Regions from separate parts of the Hordeum vulgare genome. Here region 1 is linked to region 2. Evidence: chromatin contacts called from public Hi-C data. All regions are on one chromosome and are shown on one strand. The core of a region is the stretch at or near the end of the contact, and the rest is flanking DNA. Distances in the headings are between cores, read along the strand shown.

Evidence for each region. Hi-C and Micro-C count contacts between places; a contact is called where the count stands out from the background.
Region 1: a Hi-C map of seedling shows a contact between it and region 2, with 4 times the contacts expected there. The contact joins the promoter of LOC123413294 here to the promoter of LOC123410864 in region 2. A contact is called at or near these places in 2 of 6 Hi-C or Micro-C datasets (leaf and seedling).

Annotation. Positions count from the first base shown.
Region 1 is chr7H:117,807,305-117,813,819 of MorexV3_pseudomolecules_assembly, forward strand. It overlaps LOC123413294 (aluminum-activated malate transporter 9-like), which reads right to left and starts at 2,613. Exons shown (of 6, transcript XM_045106235.1): 1 at 1,752-2,613; 2 at 293-430; 3 at 1-197. The coding sequence starts at 2,148.
Region 2 is chr7H:117,250,976-117,256,994 of MorexV3_pseudomolecules_assembly, forward strand. It overlaps LOC123410864 (autophagy-related protein 2-like), which reads left to right and starts at 3,188. Exons shown (of 13, transcript XM_045103798.1): 1 at 3,188-3,464; 2 at 4,401-5,422. The coding sequence starts at 3,279.

The DNA.
Region 1 (6,515 bases), core at 1,363-3,862, 560 kb after region 2:
GTAAATACCTATATTGATTCCCAGGCTGACAGCAGCACCAAGAGCAATCAATACAAATCTACTTACAGCCGTGTCAGTGAACTTCCCTGTGTTGTACCCAGAGACCATGACATAAACGAATGTCAACAAGAATACACGAAATCCATATTCATAAGGCTTCATCTTTGGGTGTAGCTTTGCCAAGTTTGTCATGAAACCTAGCAGCAAAACACATAAAAATAAGAGACTACAAATTAGATACGCTTATATGAAATGCGCCAGGAAATGATCGCAGCATGCCGACAATGCTTACCAACAGTAAAGGTGCTCATAATAAGGATCACTTCTTCCAATGCACCCAGGTTTTTGGACAATTCGGCAACTGCTAGAGCAAGCCCTCCTGCAGTAAGTGTCCCTAATCCCCTATTGAAACCTTTGCTCAATGTTGCACCTGATAATAGTGGACCAGAGCACCGTATTGAGATCGAGGTAAGACAGAGTGATAAATAACTGATGCTTTATGTATTGAAATGATATTTTGAAGACCAGACATGCACATGAGTAAGAAACAGTCTTCACTAAATGCTAACTAAGAAGTACTGCAAGTCAGCGATGGCACCTTTCGGTCCATGTTAGGAACTGCATAATGTGCGAGCGTACATCTGTGTGAGTTCTACAATCGGTACTACAATGAAGGGGTCCCAATCATTCAACTGGAATCACGAGAGGTTAGTGGTACTTTCAAACACTCATTGTGAAAAGTTTACCAAATATAACTAGGTAAAAAAGACATAACCACTTCATATACAGAGCCAAACAAGCAGGCTAAAGGACGAACATGCAAGCCATGAAGCCAACGATATAAAATTCAAAAACACCACTACCATTATGGTTGACTTCTGCATCACAATGATATTATGGAAGACCAGAAAGCATCACAGAAAATAAAATACCAGTTGAGAACTACGGGTACCTTTGGTCAAACAGCAGTTTGTCTTCAGAAAAACATTCATTTCTTCAGTCATGTGTGTTTCTACCATTCCATATAGTAAGTTCTACAACAGGTCCAAGATCAACGTGGTCCCAAGTAAAATCTCCAGCAATAAAATTTAGCGGTGCTTTCCATCGCCCATAGATAAACTAATGACGTTTTCCTAAAGAAAAGGCAACTAGATCACTTTCTAAGTGGTGGCCCAGAATCTAAACAATCCAGAAAAGAAAGAATCTACCGGCGATCAATATAAATTATAGGAACACCGCTAGATTAATCTACTTATCACAAGGTCATCTCCAGTTTCGATAGTAGCGTGCACGTTTCTTGCATCACCAGCAATAATAGAAGGTCAATTGACAGGACATGATGAAAGACAAATTCTCTCTGTCCCTTAGCGGTGAAATATCTCACTCTAAATGATGTTGAGACAGACTTCTCTGTTAGTTGAGAGGCTGTTGACATAGACTTTACACTCCTGAAATCTAAGCCTGACAGGTTCGTGTGTTCTTCACTGCAACAGGAACTTCTGATCCGCAAATCTGATCAGAATAGCACGGCAAAATGTTTACCCCCGATTAAAAATTGACATGCTCCAGTCACTGATGAATTGGGGCATAAATAGGGCACATGACAGAGGCCTAAATTTAGCATTACGAGGTCAAGTCACGGGGAATGTGTTCCTCCAAGACGTCGAACCAATGACGGCACAGCACAGAAACCGTCGCAACGGAACGTGAGAAAGAAATGGCGGAGAAGCGGCCTGGACTGGGCGTGTTACCGATGCTGAACTCGAAGACGACGACGACGGTGAGGATGGCCCAGACGGAGTGGCTGACGATGTCGCGCGGCTCGCGGAGGAAGACGAGGAAGGAGATGAGGGCGAGCGCGAGGCCGACCTTGGCCGCGAAGACGGGCTTCCGGGGGTCGGCCCGCGCGAACGCCCACATCTCGGCCGCCCCGTCGCAGAGCGCGCCCCAGGCCCCCGCCACCGCGGCGCCGGCGCGGCGGAGCAGGCCCTGCTTGGGCCCCCTGTCGCCGCCACCGGCCTGGGAGCCCGGCAGGCTCCACGCCGACGAGAGCAGCGGGACGTCCCCCCGGGCCCCACGCTGGTCCTCCAGCGTCGACCACAGCGACCCCAGCTGCGCCGGCGGCACGCCCGCCGCGCCCGCGGCCATGGCCGGATGGATCTGCGAGAGCTTCTGGAAGGAAGGATGTCGCCCGCGCGCGTGGCGTGGGTTCGGATTTCAGGGTGCCGCAGTGTTGGTTGCTCTCGGCCTTTCTTGGTCGGCTGCGCCCGCCCGCCTGTCGCGCTCTCCGGTCTCCGCTATATGGATGGACTCTGGTCCGCCGTGGTGTCACCCCGCTGGCTGCAGCGCGACGCGAAAAGCTGCGGAGCCGGGAAGGGACGGGAGGAAAGCGCCATGGATGGGTGGCAAAGGCCGCTTTTTTATATGGCGGAATGGAATCCGGCGAGCGGCTGGCCGCCGTGCGATGCGATCCGCTGCGCGGCGCAAGGCCACGCAGGGCAGAATTGATCCGTCCCTTTCTCGTGATCTATCCTTTGTATACCGCGTTGTCGGATTGGTCGGTCTGATCTGAAGAATTCTCTGCCTTTTCTTTTTCGCGAGAAACTCTTGCTGGTTCCAAAGTAGGTCAGGGATTGCTTCTTCCTGCCTCTTTTAGTTTGCACTTTTTTTGGCTGGTTTGTGAGGTCATTTGCTCTTTGGAATCTGCCCCCTTTCGATTCCTCTGTCCAAGGAAAAAATAATTAATACTACATTTTCTGAGATTTTTGCCAATGGGAAAATTTCTTGTCATGTCCTTTCGATCATATAGAAATAGGTTATTGATTAACTGAGAAGTTCAAAGGAAGTGGATAGCCTAGCCACAAATATAGAACCCGAAAGTTTAACCAAGCTATGAGCAAACCTGATGTTGTCGAACATTTGCTTCAAGAGTAGGTCTCGTCAGTCTAGAAGTATTATTGATGTTATCTGATTCAGCAATGAAGTCGTTGAACAAACATTTTTTTTTAACTGGACTTTTCCCCATTTCATTACTAGAACAAAAACACAAAGTGTGACATCAAAATCAGGAACGAAAGGGTAAGAAGAGAGCGAGTTCAAAGCACCGCTAGAAAACCCACCGTGTTTGCCCAACAACAAAAGAGACGCTATGAGGAGAAAACCTAGGCAACACGTAAACATCAACTAGACCTATTACAATCAAAAGGCTACCACCAGTTCAATACTAACAAACACATGCTCAAAGTCTAGCACGATGTAACACAAAAGAAGATGCTTCGATCATCATATCTTCATATGGCCAGTTCCTAGACCTCCTCGGCCGGAGATGACGACTTCATCGATCCGCATCAATCTTCCTTAAGTTTTTGCAAACTTTCATAAACATCATGGTCCCATTGCGAATCATCTCGACTCCAGCGCAAAGCCTTTCCGCATCCTCGCCTTTGTGAAGTCCTGCCCAATACGTGAGACCTTGTGTTCGGCTAAACCAAACTACGGTCATAAACGTCCTCGGACACGTGCAGGTACCATAAAGGACCTGTTGGAAATATGCCCTAGAGGCAATAATAAATTAGTTATTATTATATTTCTTAGTTCATGATAATCGTTTATTATCCATGCTATAATTGTATTGATTGGAAACACAATACTTGTGTGGATACATAGACAAAACACTGTCCCTAGTAAGCCTCTAGTTGACTAGCTCGTTGATCAAAGATGGTCAAGGTTTCCTAGCCATAGGCAAGTGTTTTCACTTGATAACTGGATCACGTCATTAGGAGAATCACGTGATGGACTAGACCCAAACTAATAGACGTAGCATGTTGATCGTGTCATTTTGTTGCTACTGTTTTCTGCGTGTCAAGTATTTATTCCTATGACCATGAGATCATATAACTCACTGACACCGGAGGAATGCTTTGTGTGTATCAAACGTCGCAACGTAACTGAGTGACTATAAAGATGCTCTACAGGTATCTCCGAAGGTGTTAGTTGAGTTAGTATGGATCAAGACTGGGATTTGTCACTCCGTGTGACGGAGAGGTATCTCGGGGCCCACTCGGTAATACAACATCACACACAAGCCTTGCAAGCAATGTAACTTAGTGTAAGTTACGGGATCTTGTATTACGGAACGAGTAAAGAGACTTGCCGGTAAACGAGATTGAAATAGGTATGCGGATACTAACGATCGAATCTCGGGCAAGTAACATACCGAAGGACAAAGGGAATGACATACGGGATTATATGAATCCTTGGCACTGAGGTTCAAACGATAAGATCTTCGTAGAATATGTAGGATCCAATATGGGCATCCAGGTCCCGCTATTGGATATTGACCGAGGAGTCTCTCGGGTCATGTCTACATAGTTCTCGAACCCGCAGGGTCTGCACACTTAAGGTTCGACGTTGTTTTATGCGTATTTGAGTTATATGGTTGGTTACCGAATGTTGTTCGGAGTCCCGGATGAGATCACGGACGTCACGAGGGTTTCCGGAATGGTCCGGAAACGAAGATTGATATATAGGATGACCTCATTTGATTACCATAAGGTTTTCGGAGTTACCGGGAATGTACCGAGAATGACGAATGGGTTCCGGGAGTTCACTGGGGGGGCAACCCACCCCGGGGAAGCCCATAGGCCATGAGGGTGGCGCACCAGCCCTTAGTGGGCTGGTGGGACAGCCCAAAAGGGCCCTATGCGCCATACAAAAGAAAATCAAAGAGAAAGAAAAAAAAGGAGGTGGGAAGGAAGGGAAGGACTCCCACCCATCAAACCAAGTCCGACTCGGTTTGGGGGGGGGAGCCTTCCCCCCTTGGACTCGGCCGACCCCCTTGGGGCTCCTTGAGCCCCAAGGCAAGGTCCCCTCCCTCCCACCTATATATACGAAGGTATTGGGGCTGATTTGAGACGACTTTTCCACGGCAGCCCGACCACATACCTCCACGGTTTTTCCTCTAGATCGCGTTTCTGCGGAGCTCGGGCGGAGCCCTGCTGAGACAAGGTCATCACCAACCTCCGGAGCGCCGTCACGCTGCCGGAGAACTCTTCTACCTCTCCGTCTCTCTTGCTGGATCAAGAAGGCCGAGATCATCGTCGAGCTGTACGTGTGCTGAACGCGGAGGTGCCGTCCGTTCGGTACTAGATCGTGGGACTGATCGCGGGATTGTTCGCGGGGCGGATCGAGGGACGTGAGGACGTTCCACTACATCAACCGCGTTCACTAACGCTTCTGCTGTACGATCTACAAGGGTACGTAGATCACTCATCCCCTCTCGTAGATGGACATCACCATGATAGGTCTTCGTGCGCGTAGGAAATTTTTTGTTTCCCATGCGACGTTCCCCAACAGGACCAACTTTGCGTCAAGCTACTCACACTTCAGCAGCTTCTCAAAAACACCTTTGTTCAAGGACCGCTCGCCGACGTTCCCCCCTTTCAAGGAGTACTTCCCAAATAATGAAGGGGCACAGTAAGGGACATCAAGCCAGTTATAAAACCCTGTGTAAACCTTTACCCTGTAAACTTCTTCTTTTTTCTTATCTATAAAAAGTTGCTTGATGAATTCGGATTGTGCGAATACAAGTTAATCGGAAATAAGGAACACTCTTTCCGGTTCATGAGCTTTGCTACACCCTTTTACCGCCTTCCTTTTTCGAACTCATTCTCAAACACTAACACAAGCCTGTTTTTTATGCACATGTTAAGATGATACTGGCCAAATCAACGAGGGGGGGGCTTGGCCTTCATGGCCACCTTTAGAATCAGTCTGATGCTATTCTTCATTATATGTGTGCGGAATCTTGGATTTGCGTTATATGCATTTGTTCCAAATTATGTCTTGGGTCAATAGTTGGGTTGCCCTGCTCGTGTGCTTACCCCTTTATGTTCCGCTCGTTTGGCTAAAAGGGTAAAGGGAGAACCGCTGCGATTGTACTTCCAGCTGGCCTGGTTAAGTACCTCAGGGGAGAAAGCCGAGAACTGACTAGCATAATAAGTGAGAACTAGTCTGCGATCCAAAGACAAATATTAAATTAAAGAGCCGACGAGGGCTCATCGCGTTATGCAAAAAGGTTTGAAGTCATACAAACCAAGTGATAATGGGTTTTACACCGTGGTATGGCCGAACATCACGATTTACCATGGGGCTCTAATTGGCCCCTGCGGTCAAACTTGTATGGTTAAGTGAAAGACATAAAGCCACATAGTCCAATTGCCTTATTTTCTCCCACGGTACCGTCCTAGGGCACCAACACGTTGGCTAAGGATAACAATGCAGAAGCCAAAAACAACTCTGATAGCATCTGTCAAAGGGGCTGAAGCTGATGACTGGAAACTTCTAGGTTTAAAGCGACCACACAGGAGTTAAAATTAAAAACAAAATAATGCACGGTATACCATGCAAAAGTAAATACCATTGTATCATACAAAAATTTAACCACTATTACAGGATAAGGTTTTCATTCAAAGATCACATCTTTGGAGCACTAGGCTTCTGTCGCGAGAGCGTCT
Region 2 (6,019 bases), core at 1,938-4,437:
AAATTTGCGAGGGCTCACATAAATGGACAGAAAAATATTGGGTACGACTAATGAATAAAAAGATACTGAATGTTAATAATTGGGTGGAGCCCAAAAGACACCTTGGTTGACAACCACACCAAATGATATATGTATGCATTTCGATAAACACATTAGTGATACACTTTCGTCTCGTCTTGATGGATGTGTTGTATTCATGTTGTTGTTGTGGCATTTATTGGTTGGGGCTCGCATACTAGAATTGGCGATGTGGGCACACGTGTGCTCTCCCATATGGAAGGCATCACTTTGGAAAAACGTTTTAATTATTCATAAATGTGCTTTGGTGATGTCTTGGCTTGGTTCTCCCTTTGTTGTTATTAGGTGTTCTACTTGTCAATGTTGTCTTTATTTTTTCATTTGTTGTTATTTAGTGTATCAAACTTGTTTGATATTTTTCCCTTGACCTTATCTCTCATTGAATTCACATGCATGATGTACTACTTATATGAGTGGGATACAAATGTTGAAGTCATGCTAGAACATTGTTGGTTGTGAGAGATCACTTACTTCAAATATTTTAGTCATTACGACACACAATCTACCTTTTCTAGCCCTTTTAAAACTTTGCCCTAATTTTGTTACGTGGGTATCACTCTCAATCCCAAGTGGGCTCCTGCATGGATCTAGATAGGTGTCGAGTTTCTTAGGGCATGCCTGAGGCAATAGTTGGAGCAAGATGGTTAAGCACAACCAGTTCCTTGACTCAAGACGAACCTTCCAAACCACCATTGTTTTCTCGAGTGGAAAATTAGGAATCGGAATCTGACACTAGATAAGTGAGCGTGAGTGATCAACGATGATCGTTTTGGGGAAAAGAGGCTCAGCGAGACAACACAAACCCTATTGGCTTCCTTTTTGTGTTGGCCTACTTGTGCATCCATCTCCCACGCAAACAAACATATCGACTAACTTGTGAATCCTATTTCAACACTAACCACCATCATTGCCGCTCCCTCTGAAGTTACCCTGGAATCCCTAATCCTACACCGTGTGCGTGTGTGTGTGTGTGTGAGAGAGAGAGGGGGGGGGGGAGAAGGAGAGAGGTGTTCGGGGTCGGGCTTAATCAACTCACCCCACACCCCTAACAAATGTGTCACATATGTAATATCTAATTCAACAAGTTATGTTGGACTGACACCAAGCTCCGCCTACCAGGAAAGGACACAACAAAGGGGGGCATACTAATACAAACTTGGTTAACTAGGGCAATTTAGAGAAAAAAACTTGTCAAATGGGATATAAATTGTCATAAACTCTATTTCAGGGAATAAAGAGTGGAATTCACTCTTTCCTATAATTATGATTCAGTAGGACATTCTCCTTGTTGCAAATCTTCTTTGTATGTTTTGTTCATGAAACATAATCAAAGTTGCAAGTAATTTGCTCTTAGAGCACCCCAAAGTGCTTAAGAGACAAGCGTAATATAATTGACAACACCGATGCTACAAAAGTTGATAGTAGATAAAAAAACTTGAATGCTAAGATAAATCAAATGCATTTTTAAATTATCATGCATTCACAATCTATATGTGGTGCTAGCAGCAAACAAATCAAAAAGGTGAACGGAATGTAGTTTTGTTGTTAAGTTACGTGTGCTGGATCCGCACGCAGTATATAAAGTTCTAAGCAAGCAACAACATTCGAACTTCGAATGCAGTTATGTGTTAGAAATAACAACTCCCTCTAGCCATCGTAATATTTTTTTATGTTTGGTGTATCATGCAAAAAAAGTTGTTCACCATTTCAATGTTTTTAAGTATACTTGACCTCTTAGAGCATCTCCATCTCCCAAAGTCCCAATGACAAGATGCTGAGATATTTAGCAATAAGCTAAAAAGGTCAAGATAAAAAAAGGTTTAGCACCCAATGTTTAGATAAACCAAATATATTCAAGACACACGGAAGATGGTGCTAGCAGAAAACAAATCAAGGAAATCTCTGAGTACATAAAGCAAAGATAGATGAACGGAGAAAGAACACATGTGCCTGTTTTAGTGTTTATTACCCCCGTTCCTAAATATAAGTCTTTGAAGAAATTCCACTAGAAGACTATATACAAAGCAAAATAAGTGAATCTATACTCTAATGTATGTCTATATACATCGTATGTAGTTTTTTAGTGATTTTTTTAAAAAAACTTATATTTAAAAACAAAGGAAGTATAATTCATTCGTTAATGCCGAGACATGGACGCTTTTATGGCTTTGCCACTAATTGACTTGGCAACATAGGATGTCACACTAAGCAAGCAAAACCCAACATTCAAGTTTGGGACGGTTGGGAAAAGGACATCTTCCCTTGATCATCCTTATTTCTTTTATATGAAGTACCACTACAATAAGTTATTCACCAAATCAAATATTTTCTTCTTCCAATATTGTATTCAACAGGACAAGGGTATGACTAATTTGCAAACCAACAGGTGGTTGGATAGTTAGGAGGATGTTGGTATTTTCTATCCATCAGAATTTAGGTCTCAGACTTGATATTTATGCTTGTATCTTTTTAAAATTTATTTCAGACTTTTTGATGATGTGCGTTCAGTTGAAGGAGACGTTTCCGTCGATTACGAAAGTGTCTGTGACGACTTCTTTAATCTTAAAATATTATGCCGACATAGGATAAAATATGCGGGCTTGCGTTATATAGAAACAAGTGTGTGTTCGTGTATATGAGCGGTTTCGATTATACTGTGTTAAAAAATACTCCCTCGTTCCTAAATATAAGTCTTTTTAAAGATTTTACTAAAAGACTATATACGAAGCAAAATGATTGAATTTACACTCTAAAATATGTTTATCAGTATGTAGTTTTCTAATGAAATCTCTTAAAAAATTATATTTAGAAACAGAGGGAGTATATGATTAATTTATGTACACAAAACAGCAAGTAGCAGTATATACATTCTTCTTAAGCCAAAACAAGATACGGAAAGTGTAGAAGAAAACAAATCGAATCTCCCTACAAGTTGTTTAGTGTGTTCCGGCTGGCCCACGGGACAGGGACGCGGACTCCCGCGGCGGCGTATTATAAGCGTAATTACCCAACCTTCCCGGGGTTCTGGACGCAACAACTCGCCCCCCGCAAGGTTTAATCCGAAAAAACTTGCCACACCAACGAAGCAACCCCCCTCCCCCTGGTGGCTTCCTTCCGTTCCCCGGCCGCCTCCGGCGACCCCACCCCCGCCACGCGCCGGCCGGCCGCCCCGGACTCGCGCTCGCCGAGGGAGGGGCGGGATGGGGCTGCTTCGGGGGTTCTCGGTGGGGGCCGTGATGAAGCGGATGTGCAAGGCGGTGCTGAAGAAGGGGCTCGGGGATCTGTTCCTCGGCGAGCTCGACCTCGACCAGCTCGACCTGCAGCTCACCCGCGGCACGCTCGAGCTCACCGACCTCGCGCTCAACGCCGACTACATCAACAGCCAGGTGCGTCACGCCTATCGCCTCCCCGCTCCTTCGTCCCTGACCCGTGTGGGTTGGGTTTGGGGCGCGTTTTTTTTTTTCGTGTTCGATCGGACGCGGCGGAATCGGGTTTTCGGGTGCGTTCCGTCGCGATTGGTCGTCCCCGCGTGCCGAGGGGAATCGAATTGTGGTGTGATGATGGGCAGGTTGGATGTAGGGTGGGGGTGGTGGGGGTTGGATGACTAAATCAGTTCCCTCTGATTTTGGTTGCTATTGGGCACTGGGGTGACGTGTATAGGCTCGATTTGGTTAGAATTTTGGACGGGTTTTTGCGAATGACAGGGGCAAAGGATGGACGGGGAACCCGTCGTTTTCCCTTACCAGGCATTCAGGCTGGTAAGTTTTTCGTTCGCTGGCGACCGCAGGTGGCTGTGGATTTTGACTAAGCGGCGGTCGTGGTCTCGTTGTGGTTTAGTAGGGCTCTTGGAGTGCAGTTTGCATCTAGAAGTGTACGATCAGTCTGGAGTATTAGGGTTTGGGAGAAGCTGTGGGGTGTTGGTCCCTGTCTGCAGTTCCTGCATTTGAATCATAATAATTTAAACATTGTTACAATGGACTGAATGGAGCATGTGCAATCATATGCCGTCCAACTGTCAGTTATGGTATTAAGCTGGATCATAATTTTCTAGCTTGTACAGTTCAGTGTTTAATCCTTCTCTACAAACCCGACACCTGATTTGTTGTGATACTTACTGCTTAGAATATACTACTAATCTTATGCGCATGCTCCTCCTACCGCCCACTGTGAAAACTTACATTTTCAACTTCTTCTGTTTCGCGATGAACATAGAACTGTAAATATGAAACCTGTGTATCTGAATCTGTAGTTTGTTATAAATTGAACTGTTCAATTGGGCCCTCACTTCAGATTTTTTAAGTTAATATCTTTCTCCATTTCAGCTATCAGGATTATCTATCATGGTGAAAGAAGGATCAATAAAATCTCTGCTGGTTAAATTTCCTCTACAGTTAAAGAGTTGTGAGATTGTAGTGGAAGACTTGGAGCTTGTGCTCGCTCCATCTGTTGCTATTGAAATTCCACCTGTAGTTGCTGAATGCTCTGTTTCTGGTAATAGTAGTTCCACACAGGCATCAGTCAACACCAAAAGAAATGAATCTGATAAACACTGTTCTACATCTGCATCTCGAGATGTGGATGAGGGTGTCAAGAGAATAGCCAATGCTGTCAAGTGGTTTCTTACAAACTTCAAAATCAAGTTTAAAAATACATATGTTGTATTTGATCCTCAGACCATTTTGGATAACAAGATCTCAGAATTTAACCGATCACTTGTTTTCCGGGTTAAAGAGATAGAATTTGGAACTAATCTTTCAACAGATGGTCTTGTCAAGTTGAATAATTTCGTAACGTTCCATGAGGCGGTGATCGAGTTCTTGAAAATGGATGATGTTGATGTACTTCATCAGAATGGTTTGGATAAAGCAACAGCTGACATCTCATCAGGTCATAGTACTACCTCGGTCTTGACAGGTCCTATTGGTGGATTCTCAGGGACATTGAACTTAAGCATCCCGTGGAGTAATGGATGCTTGAACCTTAAGAAAATCGACGCAGATGTATCTGTTGATTCATTAGAGTTGCTGTTACAAATCAGCAGTATCCAGTGGTTCATGGATGTGTGGGATTCTCTCCATAGGAATCAAGCAATTGAACAGATTCGTCCCCATAATACGGCAGATATGTCCTTGAGCACCTCCAGATCTGCCTTAAGCACTTTGAAGTCAGGTTTAGATTCAGTGATGATCAGGAGGGAAGACACAGACCAGATTGCACTTTCACAAAACAGGCAAGACAAATATCAGGATTCTTTTCTAACTAAGGCACATGTTATTCAAGACTGGATTCCGGAGCTCGTTGTTCACGAGGATCAAGGTGACCCTGATTCAGATTGTGACGAAAGGTTTGTTTCTTTATTTAATTCCTTAAAATTCTTAATGACATTCGTTGCACTGTGTTTCTATCAGCTTCCAATTTACTTTAGATCACAATGATTAATCCCTTAAAGAAGTATATGTTTGACATAGCTGTTATGAGATCATTGTAGAAAAGATTAAAATATCTTGTTGCTACGTCATATTGCATCCATTTCTTTGGCTTATGAATGACTGACCAGATGTATGATTTTACATAATTTTTGGTCATCAATTTTGAACTATAAGGTGCATGCTTTGGGAGTCACAGCTAACAGTGGTCATTGCAACACACACTTGTTGCTCCTGTCCTGCCCTTTACTTGAGCTGTCTTATGGATGTTCCGCTGTCTTATAGTTGCAACTTACCGAGGATCACTGCCCATTGGGCTAGAAAAATAGTTCTCTGCAATTGGTATCTTGCCTGGGATTTCGTTGACCAGATGTACTAGACCTCTTCATTGACTAGCATATCTTTTCCTCTGCTTTGTCTTTATTTATTTTGTTATCCTGTAAGAGTCTATCTCTGCTACGTGTGTTTGCATTTACATTTATTAAGAGAAGCAGGTCATTTGAGCCAAAAAAGAA